2 separate regions of the Macaca mulatta genome follow, and region 1 is linked to region 2. A link is a contact called in public Hi-C data. All regions are on one chromosome and are shown on one strand. The core of a region is the stretch at or near the end of the contact, and the rest is flanking DNA. Distances in the headings are between cores, read along the strand shown. Region 1 has its middle 170 kb from the start of SLC38A4. Region 2 overlaps LOC107000841 (a long non-coding RNA gene).

Region 1 (3,753 bases), core at 502-3,001, 200 kb before region 2:
GATTATACAGGTCTACCAGTCTATTTCCTGTGACCAGCCTGTTCATTAATGAGGCCAGTTACCACTAGGGGACACTGAACTAGCAAGAAACTTAGAAAGAATCAGACTGAAGAAGATCCATACACCAGTCAGTATTGGAGCTCCTGGCTTCTCCCTCCTGGACGGATTGTTGAACTGCATTTGTTCTCATCACAGTCTCACTGTTGTAGAGGGAACATTTGAGAGAGGGGCACTCTCTCAGGATGACCAAGCAGTCCAAGGCTATAAGGAAAGAATTCTATTTCAATGCTGTGGTTAGGTAGCAACATCAGTATTTACATATGTGTTTCATTGTTATAACAACCACAGAAAGATAAGAATCTCTCTGCTGAATTTTCTATCAATGGCAGTTTCTAGACTTAATCAAATGGTCAGAGACCTCCCTTGGTGTTTTTCCTACTTTCCTAGGACTGAAACTTCTGGCAGCCCATTGTATACGTTTAGCAGGAAAATCCAAGTGAGTTGTATTTGCCTTGCTCATGTGAAAGATATGTCTGTACATTTGTCATGTTCTAAATAATGACTTGCACATATCATTGTTTAAAAAAAAATCCTGTCCCTTGTTCCTTTCTTAATCCTGTACAAAGGAAGATTAAACTTCTTGGAAACGCTCCGGCCGGCATTACCAGAAAAGGAAGTCAGAAATGAGAACTTGAGGCCACCCCTTGCATATTTCTTTAACACAAGACAGAAACATTCACCCTCCCTCTACACTGAATATTATTTCAGAGTTTTCAGCTTGAGATTTCGAAATCTTTAACGGCAAAGATAGGACTCTATGATGTAACACTTCATTCAATAAAGGTCCCGTTTCCAAACGCTCCTCCTGATCAGCACAACCGTATCATTTATTATGCAGTCAGAGCCATTTTTGAGAGTGAAAGGAGATGTTCATAATGATGATGACAGAGGGGCATAAACTGATGAGTTTGTGATTACTTCATGCTTAATTGTGTTTAGAAACTCTTGAGACATATACTATCTTAACATTTTACCTTTAAAAAATTCATCTTAGAAAATACCTTTACATGAGAAGTATTTGTGCTTATTCTGTACAGACAAGGCTGTCTTGATTCTCAGGGCAAGTTGGTATCTGCCTCCTTGCTTGCCGATGGGTGGAGTATTCTCTCTCTTGCCCTCTCTCTCTCATTTCTAAGCCTTGGTGAGCCCTTTCTTTAAGTAGTCTCTTTGGCAGCAAATATTTCTTCTAAAGACTTCCTTCCAAGACCCATTCCCCTCCCAGGCAAACTCTGTGGAATTACTCTTATCTTCTCTCTGTGACTGTTTTGTCTTCTCTGACTATTTAAAAATGTGTCTATGTTATAATTCCAAAAATTTTTCTACTAGTTTTCTATTCTAAACAATAGTTATAATCTATTTTTGCAAGAAGGAAAATTACATATCAGTTGTTCAATTAATGTCTTCTAAAAGGAAAAATGTTGCTTCTGTGTGTTTAATATGAATGCAGAAACAGAGAGACAGAGCCTGTCAGCAGAGGAGGTGGATCCTGCCACGGAGACAGGCAGATACCCCGGGTTATAGATCAAGGTAAAGTTATACACGTGCTCACCAACTGGGTGATTTCCTGTGAACAGCGGAGTCAGTACATTTACTGGAAAATCTCATTGAAAGGAAATGAGCATTATAAGCCCACTTGAATATTGCACGTTAAAATTCAGACTAAATAAGGAAGTAGAAAGGAAGTCACAGGGCAAAGAGTATGAAAAAGACAAAATACAGGGACCACATTTGTTGTTCTCTCTGCTTCCTGGGCACAGAATAAACAAATATTAGAATACTTGTTATTTAAAAATTATCTTCATTCTTCAGACTCCTTCCTGATCACTTTAGGTGGGAAATGACATATATGTGTAACACAAAAGTAAAATCTAAAAATAAAAGCCTCCTGGTATTTTTTTTTAAAGTGTGTTCAGGTTTTCTAAGCTAAGTCTTCTCTTTTTTGTACAAGAGACACTTCTAGTTTTGTTCTTACTAGCCCGTTTGTTCAAAATAGAAGGTTCTAACGACAACAGTTTTTTAAAAGTCTCCCAGGGTTGTAAGCTCAGAGATACACAGAGCTCCAATTAGGTAGTAGCGCTTGTGAGCAACTTGCAAACCGCATTCCAGTGTCCGGCAGTCTGCAAGGCATTTGGAAAACCAGTTCTGTATTTCCCTTAATAGCCAGCTCCAATCATCCACAAATAAGTTTACTATACGCTTTCATACATTGTTCTAAATAATGACTCGCACATATCATTGTCTAAAAAAATCCTGAGCACACCCATTGGTAAAAGCACCACTCCAACTTCTCCACACACTTAGTCACTTTCTGTCCCTCTTCTCTCACCTTTGGCCCACTCTGAGGCACAAAATGTTCAGTGAGCAGGACCCATTATTGTTTCTCTAGGGACCCTGAACACTGGCCTTCTGTTTATAAGTTCATTTTCCAAACATTTTCTCAGAACACTCAACCGATAGTTAAACCCTATTAGTTAATTTAGTCTCCAGGAATATGCTGTACACGGCCCCTTATTTTCTGGTAAAAACTAAATTAAACAAAAAATAAAAGACTTGCAAATATCTTTCTCATAAATAAAAAGGTGTTAGCTACAAGAGTCCCTTATCCAAAGGCATAGAGGTAGTTAAGAAAAAAAAAAAAAAAAAAAAAAAACTTTTTGAGCACTAAAGTACAATTTTGCATCCAAGTGGGATGGAAATTTTGATGCCAGCGCACATGGGCATTATAATTATAAATTAGGTGATTTCTCCTGGGTCCTGCCAGGCACAAAGAACATTTGGCTATGTGTGTGTCAATTTAACTGAAGTCATTACTCAGGAAACTGGCTTATGCTCCTCACTTAACATGTTCTTTTTAAAGCACTGGGATTGGCTCACTAAAAGAGCCTTTTGTAAAGTAATAAAACTTTTGCTTGTGTGAATTTTACCCTACTAATTGCTAAATTCCTTTTTAGTGTATAGGATTTCCTCACAGTGAAAAGCCCTCATTCTGTGATTTGATACAAAAGACATACCATGTTAAATTTCCCGTGAAATCTAATACATCGGGGAGGGAAGTAAAAACCATTACTGAGTCTTTTCCTCCTCATGAGGTGAGAGAAAATTGCTGCCTCCTTGTGGTACCTTAACCCCTGGTTTGCCAGTATTGTCTCTTCTTGTAGTAGCTGTGTCCAAAAGGATAGCTAAAAAAGCAGCGAGGCTCACATTTTATCATTCAATAAGCTACAGTATTAAAAATTATATTATTTTAATCATATTTATCATGTTGCAAAGACAAAACACAAACATCTGAAAGTGTATGAAATGGCCTTATGTCCAGTTTCAGCCCAAGTGTAGCAGTAGCCACAGACTGGGGGCGGTTCCCTGCTGCAGATCAGCTGAGTCCTGGCCACTCTCGGTGATGTGGCCCAGAAGTTTGGAAAGGCAAGGAAGGTATGAAGGTAATTCTAATTTCGGATTGATGGAATAACTCAAACAACTAACCCACTCAGCCCTAGTTTTCCCTTTAATGATTCTGAAAGGCAAAAGTTGACAATTCTACTTGACCCTATTTTGCCCGTTTTCTGTTTATTCTGCGTAGTGTAACAGCTAACAGCTCTAATGATTGTCTCTCACTGTACTGAGTCATCAAGTAAGGCTGACTGGTCATCACTTAACAGGCAGTTCTCTTTGCAAAGGGACAGAGTTTCTATATTT
Region 2 (4,265 bases), core at 414-2,913:
GAAGACAGAGTCCACAACATTTATACAAAACAGAACCTATTCTCCAAAAGAGAAATGGCTACCACTTATTGAGTGCCCCCCGCCAAGGTACCTAGCACTTCATTTAAGTCATCTCATTGCCTTCTCATAGCAACCAATGCAAGGGGCATAGTATCGCTTCATCTTACAGAAGAGGAAACTGAGGCTAAAAGAAATTGTGTGACCTATTTTAGCTGAAGCTGAGGTTCTTTCCCTATTTATGTAGTCTCCTTAAAACACAATGCTTTGTACTTACTCCTAAAAAGAGACACCAATGTCAGGTAACTTCATAACTTCTTTTTGATATAGAAAGTAAGGGGAAGTGTTTCTGTTCAGGCAGTTACCAGATTCACTTCCCAAATTCTGCAACAGGAAGCTGGTGCAAACACACCAAAATATCATGCTCGCAGCAGCCTGACTGCTTAGAGACCTCCAGCTCCGGATTACACCATCCAAGGCTGACAGAAGCACTGCTGAAGGCACTTGCAAGGTATAAGGGTGCCACATTGGAGCGCTCCATCCCCGAGGCGAGGGTGATCCCAGGGACAAAGTGTTTGAAGAGCTCAGAAAATCATAAGGGGGAGGAAGAGGAAGAAGAGGGGAGGGGAGGGACTGGGATGGGATCCTTCCACCAAAATCTTCCTTCAACAACAAGGGTTGCCTAACCCATCCTGATCAGCTCAACCTCCACTTTTGGCTGCAAAGTGTCCTGGAATGGAAAAGAGAACTTAAAACCAAGGATTTGTATCCAGGATTTTAGAAGAGGAAGAGAAGTACATTTTAGCCCTGAAGTGTGAGATATATTGCTTCTAAGAATAAAAAAAGATAAAAATTATAACTTTTTAAAACATATACTACAGTTTTATAATAACAGCTTCTTTCCTCCCTCCTCCATCCCCCTTCCGCATAGAAAACACACTAATTGTACTAATTAAATCCACAGTAATAGAAAGTCAACTTACTATTAGTTTTTATTTATTTTTTTAAGACACAGTCTTGTTCTGTCACCCCAGCTGAAGTACTGTAGTGTGATCCCAGCTCACTGTAACTTCCACTTGCCAGGTTCAAGCGATTCTCCTGCCTCAGCCTCCCAAGTAGCCAGAACCACAGGTGCATGCCACCATGTCCAGTTCATTTTTGTATTTTTAATAGAGATGGAGTTTTGCCAGGCTGGTCTCGATCTCGTGGCCTTATGTGATCTGCCCACCTCAGCCTCCCAACGTGTTGAGATTACAGGCATGAGCCACTGCACTCTCTGTAGGGGACAGAAAAGGAGCAAGTCATTAGACTTTCCAAATAGTAGAAAAAAGAAAAGAACATGGCAAAAGAGCATTTGGTTATCAGCAGCAGCAATGACTCAGATACAAGCATAACAAAGGAAGGGATGTGTGGTTGAGTCAAGAAAGTAGTGACTTGTGTGAAAACCAAAGAGGAGTGAATACGGTTCCTTCTGGCCAATGAATGCAGACAGTCAGCGTGCTTGGAGCCTCATGGCATCCTGCTTTCCCCTGGGGCTTCTAGGGTGATTAGGTAAATATAAACGTCTTCAAATAACACAAGATGTAAAAAATAGAAAGCACAGCAAACTGGAATAGTCATCAGATGATATATTTAGGAGAGCTTATTTTGCAAGCTAGAATTACAGAGCAGAGAGATGTGGTCAATTAAGAGTATTTAAGGATGAGTTTCTATGATGGGATTGGGTGGCAAGATGGAGTTGTAATCCAGGACAAAGAATCAGAAGAGACCACCATTCTCCAAAGACCAGGTGCTGATTTTAATAAACTGGCTCATGTGCTATCACCCCAACAGCTAGTTTCTATATCAAAACTAGTTCAAGATTTCAACAAGAGGAAGTGGTTTACAAAAGAATTACCAAGAACCCAGAAGTGTTTAGTGGGAAAAAAAAATGCTAGTGAGGTAAAAGTTGATTTGTGTACTATTTAGGCTATCCATCTTTTAAAAGGCGGGTGTCCTACCAGCAGGTAGGACCATTTAAAAAGACACTGCTGCAAAATTCCTACGCTCCCGGAGTTCTTCATGGCCTGCGACACACTGTCAAGTCCGTATCTCCTAGACTACAGCCTCATAGTTACCTACTTAGATCATGCAGGAATTATGCTCATTTTACAGATGGGAAACTGAGGCACAGAGAAGTAAAACAATTTTTGAAGGGTCACACAGCTAGTAGGTGACCGAGTTAAGTCCACCCTAGAGACTGCATTTTAAATGAGTCACTTGGTGCAATCACAAAAACAATTATTCTATGATCTGGGTTTTTTTCCCTACTGATTATTGAGTTATAAACACTTTGCACGACTTTCTTATTTTAATCCTCACAAAAACACTTTGACATTTGTAATATTGTCCTTTTGGCACCAGCATTTATTAGGCTCTGTAACTTTAACAGCATCACTTAAAGTGAGGTATCTGCTTCAGTTTCCTCCTCTCTTATTTTAATCTTCAGTTATTTTAAGGATTCAACTCATTTATTCATGAAAAGCACTTGGAATAGCACCTGGTACATGGCAGGGTTCTGTTGGTGTAAGCCGTTATCATTACTGCTGACCTGGTCAAAAACCTGAATTGCAGACATTCCCTTATTACCATACTAAGTCACATCAATTTCTTTCTAGTGTTTACAATGTGCTTCAAAACAAATTAATTTGCCAAATATAAAAGAAATATGCCTAAATGAAATGTATGCCTTTATACTAATGAAATGTAATTGTACCTAGAATGGTGACTGGCACAAATTATTAGGTCATTGAATATTTCACAAGTGTATTAACAAATGAATGGGCAGCCAAATAAAGGAATAAATGATCAAAAGTTCAAACAAGAAAGTGAATAACTAGTGCCTGGGCGTGGTGGCTCACAACTGTAATCCTAGCACTTTGGGAGGCCGAGGCAGGTGGACTGCCTAAGCTCAGGAGTTCAAGACCAGCCTGGGCAACATGGTGAAACCCCATCTCTACTAAAATACAAAAAATTAGCTGGGCATGGCATCATGTGCCTGCAATCCCAGCTACTCGGGGGGTTGAGGCAGGAGAATTGCTTCAACCAGAGAGGCAGATGTTGCAGTGAGCAGAGATAGCGCCACTGCACTCCAGCCTGGGCAACAGAGTGAGACTCCGTCTCCAAAAAAAAAAAAAGAATATGTAGCAAACAAAATTATGAAAGTTAAATTAATCTGCAGAACCTGGGAATAAATAAATCAAAAAGGAATAAAATGGAAAGCAACATTTTTTTTTATTTTCTAAGAATTGTTTTTCAATATTTCACTTAATTCACTGTAAACCATGTATCTATTAAATGCAATTAACATTTTCAAATGTAAGCAGTATGAAGTCACACAAAAAGCTAATAAAATCAACATCCAATTATAAGAGAACCTCACTGAAATCTTACTCAAAATTGAGGAAGGAAGTCTATAGTCACGTTTTTATTTCATCCTTAATTTCCCACGCTTTTCAAAGAGCCGTATTATAACTCTTTCTCAAATATTTGCGAGGAAGTATTTTGATTGTGAAAATAGATGCTCTGAGAATACCTAAGCTAAATAAATATTTACATTCTGCCTTTTTAGTTGAACAATTGTCTTTGTTCTTCAGCATTCAGGTCAAAATACTTAAATGTTTTAAAACATCAATAACAAAAGGATATGATTTTTCACCAGATAGTCTAAACTTACAGGTTTTAGCAAAACCTTCACAAGAAGGAATTGAGTAATTTAGAAATGTTAATGTACACACACCGTAAAAATAAAAAAGGGGGGATGTTGGCCACTTATTTTTTTTAACTCAAAAAAAAATCTCTCTTCCTCTTCCTTGTGTTTATGTAGTTAAGCCTTGGTGAGCATTTACATCCACTTACATCATTATAATGATAACCTCAATTTGCTGACTTTATGTAGGATTTATATCAAAGGAGTCTTGGAGCTTAGTATGCCTTAGTTCATTTTCAGAGCATCCTTGTATATCACCATGTGACTAGTATCTTATCTGTATCATACAAAATTAAAACCAGATGTACTAGGAGACAAAGCTGCTTTTTCAAAGGAGATAAAGTCACGTAATTATCAACTTAATGAAACTTGGCTTCAAACTCATATCTTCTCTTAATACAGCCAAGTTTTTCCCCACTAGATTATTCTTCCTTTACATAAATTTATGAAGTCACGGTGGCAGCTGAGCAGAAAGAACTGACTACCTGGAAAAACTCCAAGGTTTTTTTGAGGTTGGGCT

The links. A called contact is a pair of places that touch in the nucleus more often than the background predicts.
Region 1: a contact with region 2 is called in a Hi-C map of blood, with 2.6 times the contacts expected there. The contact joins two enhancer-like sites. A contact is called at or near these places in 3 of 14 Hi-C or Micro-C datasets (blood, cortical neurons and liver).

What each region holds. Positions count from the first base shown.
Region 1 is chr11:53,726,624-53,730,376 of T2T-MMU8v2.0, reverse strand. No RefSeq gene overlaps it. Among named protein-coding and RNA genes, the nearest start is that of SLC38A4, 170 kb to the left of the region's middle. Within about 2 kb of position 1,751, at least 8 of the 40 cell types and tissues checked have an H3K27ac peak or open chromatin away from gene starts, as enhancers often do. A contact at or near this core is called in blood, where this site is marked.
Region 2 is chr11:53,524,384-53,528,648 of T2T-MMU8v2.0, reverse strand. All of the region lies in intron 1 of LOC107000841 (a long non-coding RNA gene), which reads left to right. Among named protein-coding and RNA genes, the nearest start is that of SLC38A2, 84 kb to the right of the region's middle. Within about 2 kb of position 1,663, at least 7 of the 40 cell types and tissues checked have an H3K27ac peak or open chromatin away from gene starts, as enhancers often do. A contact at or near this core is called in blood, where this site is marked.